Regions from separate parts of the Drosophila melanogaster genome. Here region 1 is linked to region 2. A link is a contact called in public Hi-C data. All regions are on one chromosome and are shown on one strand. The core of a region is the stretch at or near the end of the contact, and the rest is flanking DNA. Distances in the headings are between cores, read along the strand shown.

Region 1 (7,390 bases), core at 3,603-6,102, 760 kb before region 2:
CGGAGTTTCAGCTCCTCCAGGAGGTCTCTCACCCGAATGTGATCAAGCTGCTAGGCGCCTGCACCTCCTCCGAAGCACCTCTCCTGATCATCGAGTATGCTCGGTATGGCTCTCTGAGGAGCTATCTTCGACTCAGTCGGAAGATCGAGTGTGCCGGCGTAGATTTCGCAGATGGAGTGGAGCCTGTTAATGTTAAGATGGTACTTACCTTTGCTTGGCAGATTTGCAAGGGTATGGCTTACCTTTCTGAGTTAAAGGTGGGTAAGAGAAATAATTTTTTCAACCAATATATAGACGCCCTTTATCCTCCAGTTGGTTCATCGTGATTTGGCTGCTAGAAATGTGCTCCTTGCGGATGGCAAGATATGCAAAATATCAGATTTCGGACTGACTCGAGATGTTTACGAGGACGATGCCTATTTAAAGAGATCCCGAGATCGTGTGCCCGTCAAGGTAAGACCTCAAAATTAACCCCCTATAACATTAATATTAATCCGGAAACCCCTTTTAAAGTGGATGGCTCCGGAATCTTTAGCGGATCATGTGTATACCAGCAAATCGGATGTGTGGTCCTTTGGCGTTCTCTGCTGGGAACTAATCACTCTGGGAGCCTCTCCGTATCCTGGCATTGCTCCCCAGAATTTGTGGTCCTTGCTGAAGACGGGCTACCGCATGGACAGACCAGAAAACTGTTCGGAGGCTGTCTACTCTATAGTTCGAACTTGCTGGGCAGACGAGCCAAATGGAAGACCCTCATTCAAGTTTTTAGCATCGGAGTTTGAGAAGCTATTGGGAAACAATGCCAAGTACATAGATCTGGAAACGAATGCCGTTTCGAATCCCCTTTATTGTGGGGATGATTCCGCCTTAATAACCACGGAATTGGGCGAACCAGAATCGTTGCAGCACCTTTGGTCACCTCCCAAAATAGCCTACGACATCCATGACCAGGCCACCAGCTACGATCAGTCTGAGGAGGAGATGCCAGTGACTTCAACGGCTCCGCCGGGTTACGACTTACCACGACCTTTGCTTGATGCTACCGCCAACGGGCAGGTTTTGCGATACGAAAACGATTTGCGATTCCCCTTAAATATTCGGAAATCCAGTTGTACTCCAAGCTACAGCAACATGACCAGTGAACCTCCAGCGACCACCTCACTGCCACATTATTCTGTCCCCGTGAAGAGGGGTCGATCCTACCTGGATATGACCAACAAGAGTCTCATCCCAGACAACCTGGACAGCAGGGAGTTTGAAAAGCATCTGTCCAAGACCATCTCGTTCCGTTTCTCTAGTTTGCTGAATCTCAGTGAAACGAAGGAGGTGAGTCCAGGATGGCAAGCTGAGGATGCAGTCTAGAAATAGTGTTTCCCAGAGTTCTAATCTCACGCCTGTTTTTCAGTTCAAACTGTTTGTTGATTAGTCTTAGTTTTACATATAATCAATTAGCTTTACGTTGACGCCAAATATGGATTTTAAGATAACCGATTTCGATTTCAAATACTCCCAAGCATTTATACACTATTTTAACTAGCCAAAGACAGCCTTAGTTTTTTTTATTATTACTTCTTATTACTTTTGCTTCAAAAAGCCATATTCTTAAAAGATAATTAACTTTATTTGTAAATTGCCAAGTTCGTCCTATTATATGCCAGAAGAATGAATGGTTATCCCAAAGAATTTTTACACTCAATAAATAAAGTTTTTAAAGGAATATTTGTGCTTCAAAAGGGGTTTTCTGTATTTGGATATTTATTTCAATTTAAGATTGTAAAACTCTGCTAAAGTAAGCTAGGTTGATTTATAATGTCCATTTAATGTAATAGCAGTCATAATATAAGTTTCAATTTATTTACGCCATAAGCTAAACAATCATAAGTAACCTTCATTATTAATCATTGAGTACATCTGGTACATCTTAAACAATCTCACAGGCACTCTAGATATTTAGGTATTCGAACCAATGTACTTATTTATCGATGACTTTTATGACTTTAATGAATGTAAATACTTGCATCTACTGCATATGTTTAAATTAACTTTTAAAAATTATTTGAAATAATATAAAATAAAATAAACCAAATATAACAGATAGCGGCCAATTGGGGCATCACTCTTCATCGGGTACCAGCAAGTTGAGATTAGCACTGCCTGCTAGGCAGCCCATAAAGGTTTCCTCGTCTCCTCTCACGGATAGAGTTTCTCTACCAGTCAGTATCTTTTTCTCCCGTATCATAGCCGTCCTTTGCCATCGCGACCCCTTGCAATTCTTACAGCTCTGTTTGGGCAACTTGAATACGGTAGTAGTTCGATTTCCGCAGTCTTTGCACTGAAAGAATCGCTTTTCAGCATCGACCACCTTTAAGGGGTGCTTCTGCTCCTTGCAGCGATCGGAAGCGGAAAAGGCTGTGTACTTGCACACCTGGCAGATGACGGCCTTGCATGGCATCTTGTATGTGGTCAGCATCTTCTCTTCCATCGCTTCCTTGCGTTCAAGCTTGTTAAAGTACTCTTCCTGCGCTTCGCGCTCTCGCATTTCCACGAGATTCGTATGCGATGAGGTGGCTGCCATTATTTTTTCGATTCTTGATTTGCGCATTAACTCCCGATCGTCCTCATCAATTTTTTGTCGCTTGGCGCTGCTAGAGAACTTCTCGTTGAGTTCATCGATGGCTCTTCTCTTCCCACTTTCACTGCCTCGTGTGGAGTTGGGGTTGATCTTCTCCAGTGGCTTCTTCTTCAGCAGGGCAGCTGCTTTCAGCTTAGCATTTTGTGCCTGGCGAGATCCTACATTGATTTCAAAGGAAAAGTTCTCGCTACCGGAAAGCTTGGGCGTTAAACTGGCATCAAAGGAGAAGCCTCGATTTTTGAATTTATCTGGAACAGGTGTAGTGGGCATACTGACAGCGGGTGTGCCTGCTTCAGATTCTTTTTTGTTATCACTTCCCAAGACATGGCCCTCCGCCTGCTTCTTTTTTTCAAAGCGCTCATTTTCCTCTTTAAGCAGACGCAACCGCTCTAGATCTTGGACTCTCTGTTTCCTAGACGCTTCCACACCACCAGCCAAACGGGAAACAGGACCGCCACGTTCTGCATATGGAATTTTAGTGGGTTCGGCTGTTTTGGGCTTTGAGGTGTGGTTAGCGGTATGGGCGAAGGGGGAAACATCATAGCCAGCCAGCATACTCAGACGATCACGTTCCTTGGTGATTAACTTGGCACTTTTTCTTGCGGGAACTGCAGTAAATGTTTGGCCGCCGTAAAATACCTCGTTTTTGCCTTAACATAAAGAAAAAACTAAGTTATATTGAGTTTTCTTCAAAATCAAAGTCTACCTACCCAAAACCTTGTTTCTTAGTTCATTGATACCACGACCTGCGGTCGCCGATTGCAGTTCAGAACGTCGGGACATCTTGCCATATTCCTGCTTTACATGAAAAATGCAATAATCACAGTCGGTTAGGTTAACCACCGAAGTGCACTTGTCCCCATTTTTTTTGGTGGCCCGACATGTGCCCAAATCTTTGGATTGACCCAGGATCATGACTTTCTGGGAGCTATCGATGGATAGGCAGGCCACATCGGAGCTTCCCGCTCTCCTCTCGAAAATAGTTGGATTCAACACAGCCAAGCACAGACCCTCCGCTGTTTTCCACAGGGATTTGTGGGCCTCTTTAAAAAGGAAAAGTGAGATCGTTTTAACCTCTCCCCGTAGATCGGATAGTTTCCACGTGGAGTAGGGATCACCCTTCTTGGTGTTTTTTACAGGATTTTTGGAAACCAGCGCGCCAGCAATGACCCAATCTTTGGCCAAATCGCCTCGCTCGATGTGATACGCAACGCCTGAGAAGGGCACAGGTTTCCTGCCCGTCATGCGCTCCTGCAGCAGTGAGCTGGAGACTAGCGGATTGATCATGCGCAGTCCGAAGACTGGATCCGTAAAAACAGCAGATACGGGAGCACTTGACTGGGATGTAGATGCCACGGCGGCAGCGACTGGCGGAGGACGTTGAAACGTGGTGCTCACCGCCGATTGCCGTTTAATAGGATTATGCGGATTTTTCAGGGGTTGCGGGGTGGATGTAACCACGTGGATAGACTTCTTAAGCTCCTGATCCACCTCCCTCGCCACCTTGGACTCGTAGGCGTTCTCCTGCTGCTGCTTCAGTCTCTTGTTTATATCACTGCCGTACTCATTGTACTTTCGTTCCAGGAAGTTCTTTACCTCCTCGTCGTCGGACGAGTCCAGCTCTGGTTCCTTAATGATAGCAGCATTCTTCTGCTTTTCCGGTTTCACGATCTTCTCGAAGGTGAAGGCATTAGCAAAACTGTTGTCTTCTCGTAGTTTTGGCACCAAAATGGGTGCGGTGGGTTTTGCTTTTTCTGACTCTGCAGATTTTGTATTTTCGTTTTCTGCTGCACCCAGTAGTTTTTCCAGAGCCAGTATTTCCTCCTCATCATCGATACTAATATCTGTTCCGGATTTCTGAGCAGGACCCATTTCATTTGGGTAGATTTGTATTTTCACGTGTTCTCGTGTTTTTTCTTGGTTTTCTAAATAAGCGCAATAACATATCTGTTTTGGCGGGCTCAGTGTGACCGGGTAATGTATATGGTTCTACAAAAAGTGCTCGTTTGTCAACACTGTACAAACAGATTATAATTTTAATTATAATTCATTATTTAAAAGAATACTTAAGCACTCCTAATAAAGAAGTAATGTAATGTTATTAAGGAATTTTCATTGTTTTCGAAATAAATATAAATTTATTTATTTGGTAAATATTAATACCAAAAACGTTCACAGCTGGTATTTTTCGTTTGCAGCACAGCTGGATTTTTCCCAAATCCGAAATATGGTCATCCGCTCGTCAATAAGTCATCTTTCGGCTTTAATTCGCGAAAAAACTGCAGGAAATCCAAAAGGAAAGTCCCTGGAAGCGGCCATAATAACGCAGCCGTGAAAATCACAGGGATTTCATCGCCAGCTGTGTCGAGCAGCCCTGGATACGCGGAAAAGAAGCTGCAGCAGCCGAAGAAATTTTGAGTGTGTGCGTGAGGAAGGAAAACGGGGGACCGCAAACAACGGATCGCGAATTTCGTCTTAAGACAAAGTCTTGCGCTGCTTGTCACGGTATTCCACGGCCTTGCCGACGGACTTCCCGGTTCTGGAAAACCGCAGCCAGGCTAAAACGAGAGAAGGTGAGAGTCGCAATATGGCGAAAAAGATCCCCGATCCCAGCCAAATCGCCATGCGGTGCTGCTCCGCCCACAATTCCGCACCCCGCCCGTTGAATTCGCAAATTAGCTTCAACCGCATTTGCCTTTGCTTTTGTTGCGATTTTTTGTTCTCCGCATTTGCAATTTTTTAAATGTTTTGCAAATATATCCCGTGGCCATTTTGTGGTTATAAGCGCCGCTTGTTGGCGGCTCCACGTGTGTAAGTGTGCGTGCCTTCTGCATGTGTATTAAATTACAACCACGCGGCCGCCCTCTTTAGTTGTTGTTGCTGTGGTTTGTGCCGTTTCTGATAACCTCTTGCATGTTGTTATCAAAAATGAGAGAGAGCCAAAGGAGGAGCACGGCTTACATCACAGACATCGCATCGCTTCAGTGACCTAATGCACTCCTAACCTTCGGAGAGGCTTTTCATATTGCTGCTGCTGCGTTTTTACACACTTCAAGAGAAAATAAATGGCAAACAAGAAGACTTGCTACCGTCGATTTGTCTCCTGGATTGTTGTTGTTTATTTTTGTTTTCTATTTTACTTGTGCACTTTTCAGCTCTGTTTTCGTTTACCTGCCATTTTTCTCCGCTCATCTTTCGCTCTCTCTCGCTTCCGCTGCCACTCTCCTCTTAGTATTTTCGCCTGTCATCTGGCGGTCAGTAGCCGGCGCCCTCCCCCCTGACCCCATCACCATTACGTTCCGTTTCCTCCTCACATCCTCATCCTCATGCATCGAAATTTGTATTTTAAAATATATGTACTAAGTCGCCGATTACTTCGGGAATTCGAAAAGCATGTTCCTGACCTGCTGTTTTTCTAAATTCTTTGATGGGACAAATGTGTCTATAAAATTAAATGTTAACTTCCATGCTTTGATAATCTACTTTAGTATGTAGAAGTATATAGCATTGACAGATACTCCTGGCACAAAAATTCGTTTTTCATGTTGTTAATCCAAATTCAGTCTGTTGACCAAAATTATACAAAAATTATATCTATTTAATATTATTTTAAAAAACCAAACTATGATCATTTGGAGCACTTTTTCCTATGGTATCTATGATTTTATGCTGGCTGTGAATACACTCTGTCTTAAATTCTAACCACGGTTAAATAAACAGGTATTATTAAGATTAAGTTATAGGCTTATTCATATACGTAAATGTTTTATATTTGGTCAAATAAATAATACCCACAGAACGTAATCGTCGCGATGCACAGCGAATCATTTTTGGTAGGCGTCTCTCGGCCTTGTTTTTCGTCGCTTGTAAATTTCTTTCCACATTGCACAAATCATCTTTCTGTGACAAGAAAATATTTGCCAATGTTTATTGTCTATCGTAGAGCGTCCTGGCCAGCTGCATGTTGAATGTTTCTGCGAGTGCTCCACAAGATATTGCCGGTATGTGAGCCTTCTGTACCACAAATCTCAATCTCCGCGATTGCCCCAATCCGAAACCTATTTTCCCCACCTCCTAGCCAGCTTTTAGCCTTGTTTCTGTAGCGTCGATTGCAGCCACAATTGGAGTATAAATAAGCAGCAGAAGCGCGTTTACCAGCCAGTCGAGATTCGGTGTTTGTTTCTGCGATTGCTTGACTGACACTCAAATCTTTGCTCTTTTCAGTGCTGCAACGATAAAGAAATGAACTCAAACATTTTTCTGGGCACAGCAGAGAATGGCCTGCGGCATGATAAGATTGTTATACTTGATGCGGGAGCACAGTACGGCAAGGTAAGCTTAAAACCAAGAGTAGTTTTAACCTCTTCTTAAAATGGTCCTGGTTTCTCCGCAGGTTATCGACCGTAAGGTACGCGAACTCTTCGTTGAGACGGATATCCTTCCTCTGGATACGCCAGCTGCCACGATACGCAACAATGGCTATCGAGGCATCATCATCTCCGGCGGACCCAACTCAGTCTACGCTGAGGATGCGCCCAGCTATGATCCCGATCTGTTCAAGCTAAAAATACCTATGCTGGGCATCTGCTACGGCATGCAGCTAATCAACAAAGAGTTCGGGGGCACAGTGCTCAAGAAGGATGTTCGAGAGGATGGCCAACAAAATATCGAGATCGAGACCTCGTGCCCGCTCTTTAGGTGAGCCAGGAAATATTGATTCCCAAAACAAGCAGCAACAAGAAAGTGCTTAGGCTTAAA
Region 2 (6,858 bases), core at 3,833-6,332:
ATTCCTTTTACGGGGCCACTGTTCAAATTTGCATATGCTTTAAATATTTAATGTAATTCAAAAAGAGGAGACAGCAGCGCCAACAAGAATCTGGCAATTGGACAAAGCCCGGCCGGGCATAATCCAATTGGACTGGAAAACAGAGCCCGCTCTCCCATTGGATTTCCCAACAAAAGGAAAGAAAGAACACATGAAGTCGTCGCGTTTTTTGGCAAAAAATCAATTCTCCACGTGATGGCCAAGCGCAGTTTTTTTGGCGATTTACAGAGCGGGAAAAGCGGGGCAAGCCGGGAGTGCTTCCCATTTGATCAACGCCTCAACCTCAACGCATTTCTGGCTTCGTTTTTGGGGCTGCTAATTATTGACATAACAAATGTGGTGGAGCTTCTACCACGCTCTCCGCACAAACACACGCGCAGCAACACAATGAATATTCCGATGACAGCACACGCGAAATTCCCTAAAACAAGAGGAGCGAGAACAGCCGCGATTTTGGGTAGCACGGGGTTTTCGGCGCTTTGTTGACAGGAAAATTGGGAATCGAAGCACGTAGGTATAAAACTTAAATGCACTTAATTACATTTAATTTGCGAGACTGCTGCGCTGCCTTTGTTGTATTTTACGACTGATTTCAACCGCATTCACTGACTTGTGGGGAGAGTAAACTTTATAGAGCCCACGACATCCGACGTCGAACACACAGCGCTGTCACTTTGGTTCGACGCGTTCGTTCGAGTTGGCACTGAACATCTGATTGGATCCCGAGGTGAAGTGTGCGAGGCAACGGCACGATGCTGCTCGTTTGGGTCGCCCGTAAGCGACGCTTGCGTTAGAGGAGCACAGATATAGGGTCCGTACCACGAAATTCACCTTCGCGCGCTTTTCACAATCTTTTCGGTATTTAATTTAAACATCGTAAGCCGTGCGGTATTTTTAATTAGCTAAAGTTTAGTAACGAAACTTAACAGCAAGCTAACTTCAATTAGGAAATATTTTTATATTCTCGTAAATGATTTCAGTTCCACAAATTGTTTCGATTTCAAAAATAATTTGCATCATATTGACTATAATTAAAAGAGTATGCATTTTCTTTTTTAATATTTTGTTTTTATGCCTTAACACACAATTTTTACAGTAATTATCTTCCTATGATGTGACGTCACGTCATACCCATACACACACGTTCTCCATTCGTGGACACCAACACAAGCGAAGAGTACATTCACGTTTTTCATTCAAACATTACTCGAACAGCCTTCTTGGTTCGACGCCACTCTGCGAAAAGTGCGAAATACAGAGAAAATTGCCCTAGACGCCTATTTTAAACTTGTTATTGCCGCAGAAATGTATTCCAAATTAAAGTGGATTCCATCAAAAATTAGTCGTAAAATTGCATGCTATTAAGCTAAGGTATAAGATCAAGTGAAAAATCCAGTGTTTGACTAGTGGAATTGTAAATTTATTTTTAATTTTAAAGTTCAGTTGCAAATTAAACGAATTGTTTAAAAGCATTTAACCATGAAAACGCTTATAATCAAGAGCAATACTTAAAAAACACATTATCTACACCAAAGTCCATTAGGCCAAATAAAATCGCATAGCATGTCCAACTTGAGTAGTAGTTTAATATTTTTAAGTAATCCCTAGTTGAAATCAGCATAGGTGGCATTATTGAACAGAATTAATGAAATATAAAATCTTTCACTTCTACTACTTAATTCTTTAGTTAAAACACATTATATACTATAACAATATAGAAGATTATTTCCATTTACAAAATCAGAAAGCTTAAGCAACAAAAAGGTACCACATTTTTCTAATTTACATTTAGGTTTAGTATTCTATTTTTAAGCCCACATATAAACTGTAATCAAGCACTTACAAATAAAAGAGTTGGATATTATATATTATATGCCTGGTTCTGCTGGTTAAACCGAACTTTGTTGGCCTTCTGATAAGCAAAAACCTATCGAAACTATCGTGGACTTTGCGATAATTTTGCAATGCATTTAAAATTCAAGAAAAATCAAAATAATGCAACTTAAATAATGGTAAATACTCAATAATTAGACCTCACGAGGAGGAAACCGCATTGCATGGCTAGCTACACCCCTTCGAAGCGCTACCAATCGAATATCGATTATTTGGCGGCGATAGGCGTGCAACGTTTGGCGGTCAAAACAAAAGCGCTCGTATGTGCATTCTATGGGTTTTGATTGGCTTTATGTTTGGCGTGTGTGGCTCGAACAAACGAAAAGCGGTGCTTACTTTGCTGATTTGGTGATTAATATTGATTTGTGGATAATATGCGTCTAATTGCAGTGGCGCTTGCAGGTAGGTGCTGGAGATTCTTGGACTTTGATCTTTGTCTGAATCTGTATCTGAATCTGAATCGCTATCTAAATCTGAATCTGAGTCAGATTTGTGGGGATTCACAGCGTGGGTGGGCGCGAAGTAGGCTGGTGGAGGTGCTGACGCTGCTGCTGCTGCCCGGGAATATAGCTATTGCCAACCCCGGATTCGCCGGAGTTGGTGCCGGAAGCGGAGACGGAATCGGTTATGGAATCGGTCTTGGAACTGGAGCCGGAGTCGAGATCTCTGGGCATTTTGGGGCCTAAGTTGTTGCCTTCCTCTTGCGGGCAAACAACGAAGTGGCAACAAAAACAAGAACTACGAATCGCCTCCGAATATAACGTCTGTCGTTACACTCGTTACTCGTATTCGTTTTCCTTTTCTTTTTCCTCTTTTTTTTATGTGGCCAATTCACAGAATGTACATTTTTTACACCTTTCACACACACCCACGCACTTTACGCACACGCTCGCACATTTTGGCCCGATTTTTCGCACACAGCAAGTTGAGCAATTTGTTGTACTTTCTGATTTATTTTATACGCGACTATTGGAGGTGCATATGCATATGCATATGCATATATGTATGTATGTATGTACATATAGGTTTTTACTCGACCCTCTTCGATTTTCGTTCAACAGATTTCTGATTGGGAATTTTTCAGCTGCACGACGTTACCGTTACCAAATGGGCGACTCCTCCCATTCGGAGCCACATGGGCACAGTTCTGCTGCATGGGGCACGCTTTTTTCACAGCTACACAGCGACTCCTTGCGAAGGGGCGTGTCGGGGTCTTCCGGGGGGCTGCGGGCCCAATTCTTATGGCCTTTCGCCTTGTCTCTGCCTCGTTTTTCAATAAAACTTCATGGCCCTATTACATATGTACTCCGCACACTCACACACACTCGGAACTGGCACTCACTAGCACACACACACTGGCACTGGCCCGAGCCCGACTCAATTCGATTTCGCCTCGATTCGATCCGAAGGATAATGCCACAGCGCGGATATATGATCCATCCGATTCGCAATATAATCGCCCCTCGGTTTCGATTTTCCCCCAGTGTTCCTCTGCTTGGGTTGGCTGCGCTCTGCTTTTTTCAGCAACTACTTTCTAAATTTTCTCTGCATGCCTTTTCTGCGACGAGCGCCACCGATGTGCCACCGAACGAGAGCCTGAACTGAAACTGATTCGGGATAGCACACAGCACACATTTTGTTGAATGAGTAGGTGAATGAGTGCTGCCCCAACTCGCTGGGGCGACACTGAGTGCTCCTGCGCAAGCGCCTCAATCCCAGCGAGTGCCATTTTGGGGTCCATTGTGAACGGTTCGGCCAATGCCATCGCGAGTTTCGTCCTTCCAGGTGGCGCCACCTTTCGATAAGCACTACGCGGTTCTTTAAAACTAAGTTTAGAGTTTCGAAACGTATGTACCTAATGGGCTAAGTTAACACCTCAATAAATGTTTTGATCAAACGATTACTTCCAGGAAAACTCTCATTCAGTGAATAAAAAAAGTGGTAGATGGTGTAGATGGTACTGGCAAGTGGGCACCCTTCTCGGCCTGCTCGCACACCATATCGTCCTCATCATGGATGCTAATGGATCTAGAAGCATCATCGAACTCCGTTTTATATCCGATCAGGAAAATTATGAACAATTTTGCCAGACATCCGATTGCAGTATCCGCTAAAGTTGCGGTTAATTGTGATTTACTCTTATTTACTTAAGATTTAATAATATTATTAAAATTCGCCATCACAAAACAACTATAAGTAAGCCAGCAGACTTTCCTCAGTGGCTTCATAACAATTGTTTATCTGGAAGACGTATATAAAGGGACAAAAGGACCACGTCCCCTCAGTCTGATTGAGTAATTGCAGTCACACATAAGACCGGACGCCAATTCCTTCATTCTACAGTCATTAGGCCATATTCCGGCGCCTCCAAATCCCGCCCAGACCTTAGTAGTTAGCATCTCAGCGAGCGCGGAAAGTAACAAAACCAATTGGGTGTGACCAGCAGGTGACCATGCCCGTTTAACTAACCACTTGCATGTTGTCCTTTGTTGGGGGAGGACTGTCCTGGCCCCGCGATTCCCCGCTGTTGCGCCCCCGATCCTTGCGGTATGTAAAGTGAGTGGGTCTTTATCCTGAGGCATGCGGCACCGCACCCATTTTCTTGGACTCGAGTCGAGTTTGTTGTCATTTTAGCATTCATATTCACAATGTACCAGGGACGGATTTTTACAAAGGAGGTTGAGTTTGTTCATAATACTTTATACAGATATTTAGGAACTGTATAATTTTACCACTTTAAAATCAAATGAAGGTTTTTAAAAAAGGTTTTTATCGTTTTTTCCAAATATACCTTATGTTCAGAACATGAACTTGTTAGTTGTTAAGGACTAACTATTGCAAGTTTCGTAAGGACAAAGGTGTTCCAGATTCCTCCATCCGAAGCAATCCTGCCCTGTGTCTAGTAAAATATCTATCATTGCCTTTTCTAGTTTCAGGCTTCATTTGTCCACAGGAGGGGATGGCTCCATTGTTTGTTATTTTACAAGTTAGCCATTTTGCCGCCACATGGATACACCCCGCGAATTATTTTTCCAGAAGGAAGGGAGTGTGTTGGGCCGCGCCTCCCTTACCAACTTATTTGGTGGGACAGGCCAGTTCGGACCAGTTCCTGGGCCAGCAGTAGGAACTGGATTGGCCAGGCAGCCGGACGTGTTTTGGGAGCAGCTCCGCGGTTCCAGCACCTGACAGAGCTCACAAACCAAGCGGAAAATGGATGACGATTCGGATATCTTCGATGAAATGTGGCTGGAAAGTGTGGTCATAGCGGGCTTCCGAGTGTGGCACATTATCGCCGCCGTTCTGGGTGTCCTCCTCCTAATAAGTGAGTACATCATAGCTGTAGCTTCGGTCTGGACACAGTTTAATCGAATCATTGCCGCAGTGATTATGGTATGCTGCTGCATTCGCTTCCGTATACCGCGCACCAAGCAGGAAATCGAGGCGGACTACCAGCGCAAGCAGATCACAAAGAAGTTCCGCGAGAAGCTGCAGCAGATCAAGAACTCCGAAATGGACGACATGGACCTGCAGAAGGGTGAGAAAGTGGCTCCGCCATCTCATTACCCCCGCTCATACATACACATCGCGTAGAAAACCTGTGTACCAACTGCCCCACTTTCGCTGTCACCCTAATGCGAGCCAAGCCCTTTTCCTGTCTGGAGCTCCTCCTACCCATCCTCACTATCCCGCCCATCCACCACCCACCTCCCACACGAGTTCACGCATTTGTATATATACAAAATGATAAACGACTCCTCCAGCTGACTCCTCTTGTCGCACGCTAGTTACCTCACACTGAGAAAAATTCTTTCTGAAGTTTTTGAATGTGAAGGGATTTCTTATAGAGAGATGCTAGTCAGCTGAATAATTAGGTGTCTAAATAACTTGTTAATTGTAGTATTTTATGGCATTACAACCATTTAAGATAAGTTCCGAACCACAATTGGACGAAAAGCACTTCTGTTTTCCAATCTTGATAGCAAATTTATAAAAAGGGGCTTAAAATAACATAAACGGAAAAGTAGTAGCTTGCGATACAAAACTTTGATCTTCAGTTATCCCACCAGTAATCAATTTAATTTCGACTGAAATGGTTTTTTAATATTGTTACGTTATTTTAAAATATTTCAAATTCAAAATATTCACTCTCAGTTATCTTCTTCTAATAGAATAATAATCAAAATTGCATTTCAAGTCAGTATCTTCTTGAGTTTTGGACTTGTTCCAAATTTATGAGAACTCTTCGCATGCTTGGAACGAATTTTTCCCAGTGTTAAGCGATTTACTCACTTATTCTATCCATCTCGCCCTGCCGCTTCTCTATCACAGCACTTGCTTATATCAAATTGGAACAGTACGATGATCCCTAGGGGCTCTGTAAATTCACCCGCACCCTGTACAAACTATCGGAAGTACTTAAGCAGTAAACTCTCTATCGCAATGAACACTGCCACTGTAAGTAAGTAGCACATCTCAATAGTAACAGTCAAAGCGCTCCTCAGTCCCAACTTAGTTTACCCAACACATTTCTTTCAGTGTGTGCCCGCATCCAGAGCGACTATCTCAACTTCCAGGTCAGCATGGAGAGCATGAACGCGAAGCAGAATGTTAAGTTTAAGATCTAAGTGCCTGTTATAGTATTGTGCAGCGGAGATGGTATACCTAAGCGAAATATTAGTAACATTTAAGACATTATGTGCAATTAAAAGCTAATAAGCTAGAAAATAAAGTGTATTCGAGCGTCTGCAGCTAGCTAGAGATTAAAAGAGTGTCCCTTTTTTTATTTTACATTGCAGTTTGATTTTCTCGTTTTTATTAATTCCGATTGCTGTATCAAAGGTTTGTTAATATTTGCAGTACGTTTTTAAATGCGCTTTCTACACATACAGGCTAATTGCGGGGATGAATCCTCCATTGCGACTATAT

The links. Hi-C and Micro-C count contacts between places; a contact is called where the count stands out from the background.
Region 1: a contact with region 2 is called in a Hi-C map of the Kc167 cell line, with 2.0 times the contacts expected there. The contact joins the promoter of bur here to the promoter of CG15130 in region 2. A contact is called at or near these places in 2 of 107 Hi-C or Micro-C datasets (the Kc167 cell line and embryo).

What each region holds. Positions count from the first base shown.
Region 1 is chr2L:21,177,145-21,184,534 of dm6, reverse strand. bur (burgundy) reads left to right here and starts at 4,852. Exons shown (of 10, transcript NM_001299191.1): 1 at 4,852-5,205; 2 at 6,857-6,964; 3 at 7,026-7,330. The coding sequence starts at 6,875. Mcm10 (Minichromosome maintenance 10) reads right to left here and starts at 4,602. Exons shown (of 2, transcript NM_136253.4): 1 at 3,343-4,602; 2 at 1,723-3,282. The coding sequence starts at 4,504. The coding sequence ends at 2,114. Ret (Ret oncogene) reads left to right here. Exons shown (of 7, transcript NM_165359.2): 5 at 1-257; 6 at 313-453; 7 at 514-2,089. The coding sequence ends at 1,362. It overlaps scaRNA:PsiU2-38.40.42 (small Cajal body-specific RNA : PsiU2-38.40.42), which reads left to right and starts at 7,359; the gene lies at 7,359-7,390. It also overlaps asRNA:CR44911.
Region 2 is chr2L:20,422,884-20,429,741 of dm6, reverse strand. It overlaps CG15130, which reads left to right and starts at 5,082. Exons shown (of 3, transcript NM_136190.3): 1 at 5,082-5,254; 2 at 5,315-5,467; 3 at 6,469-6,636. The coding sequence starts at 5,143. The coding sequence ends at 6,557. It overlaps Arpc2 (Actin-related protein 2/3 complex, subunit 2), which reads right to left. Exons shown (of 8, transcript NM_001299173.1): 8 at 6,715-6,858. CG31688 reads right to left here and starts at 717. Exons shown (of 5, transcript NM_001273696.2): 1 at 581-717.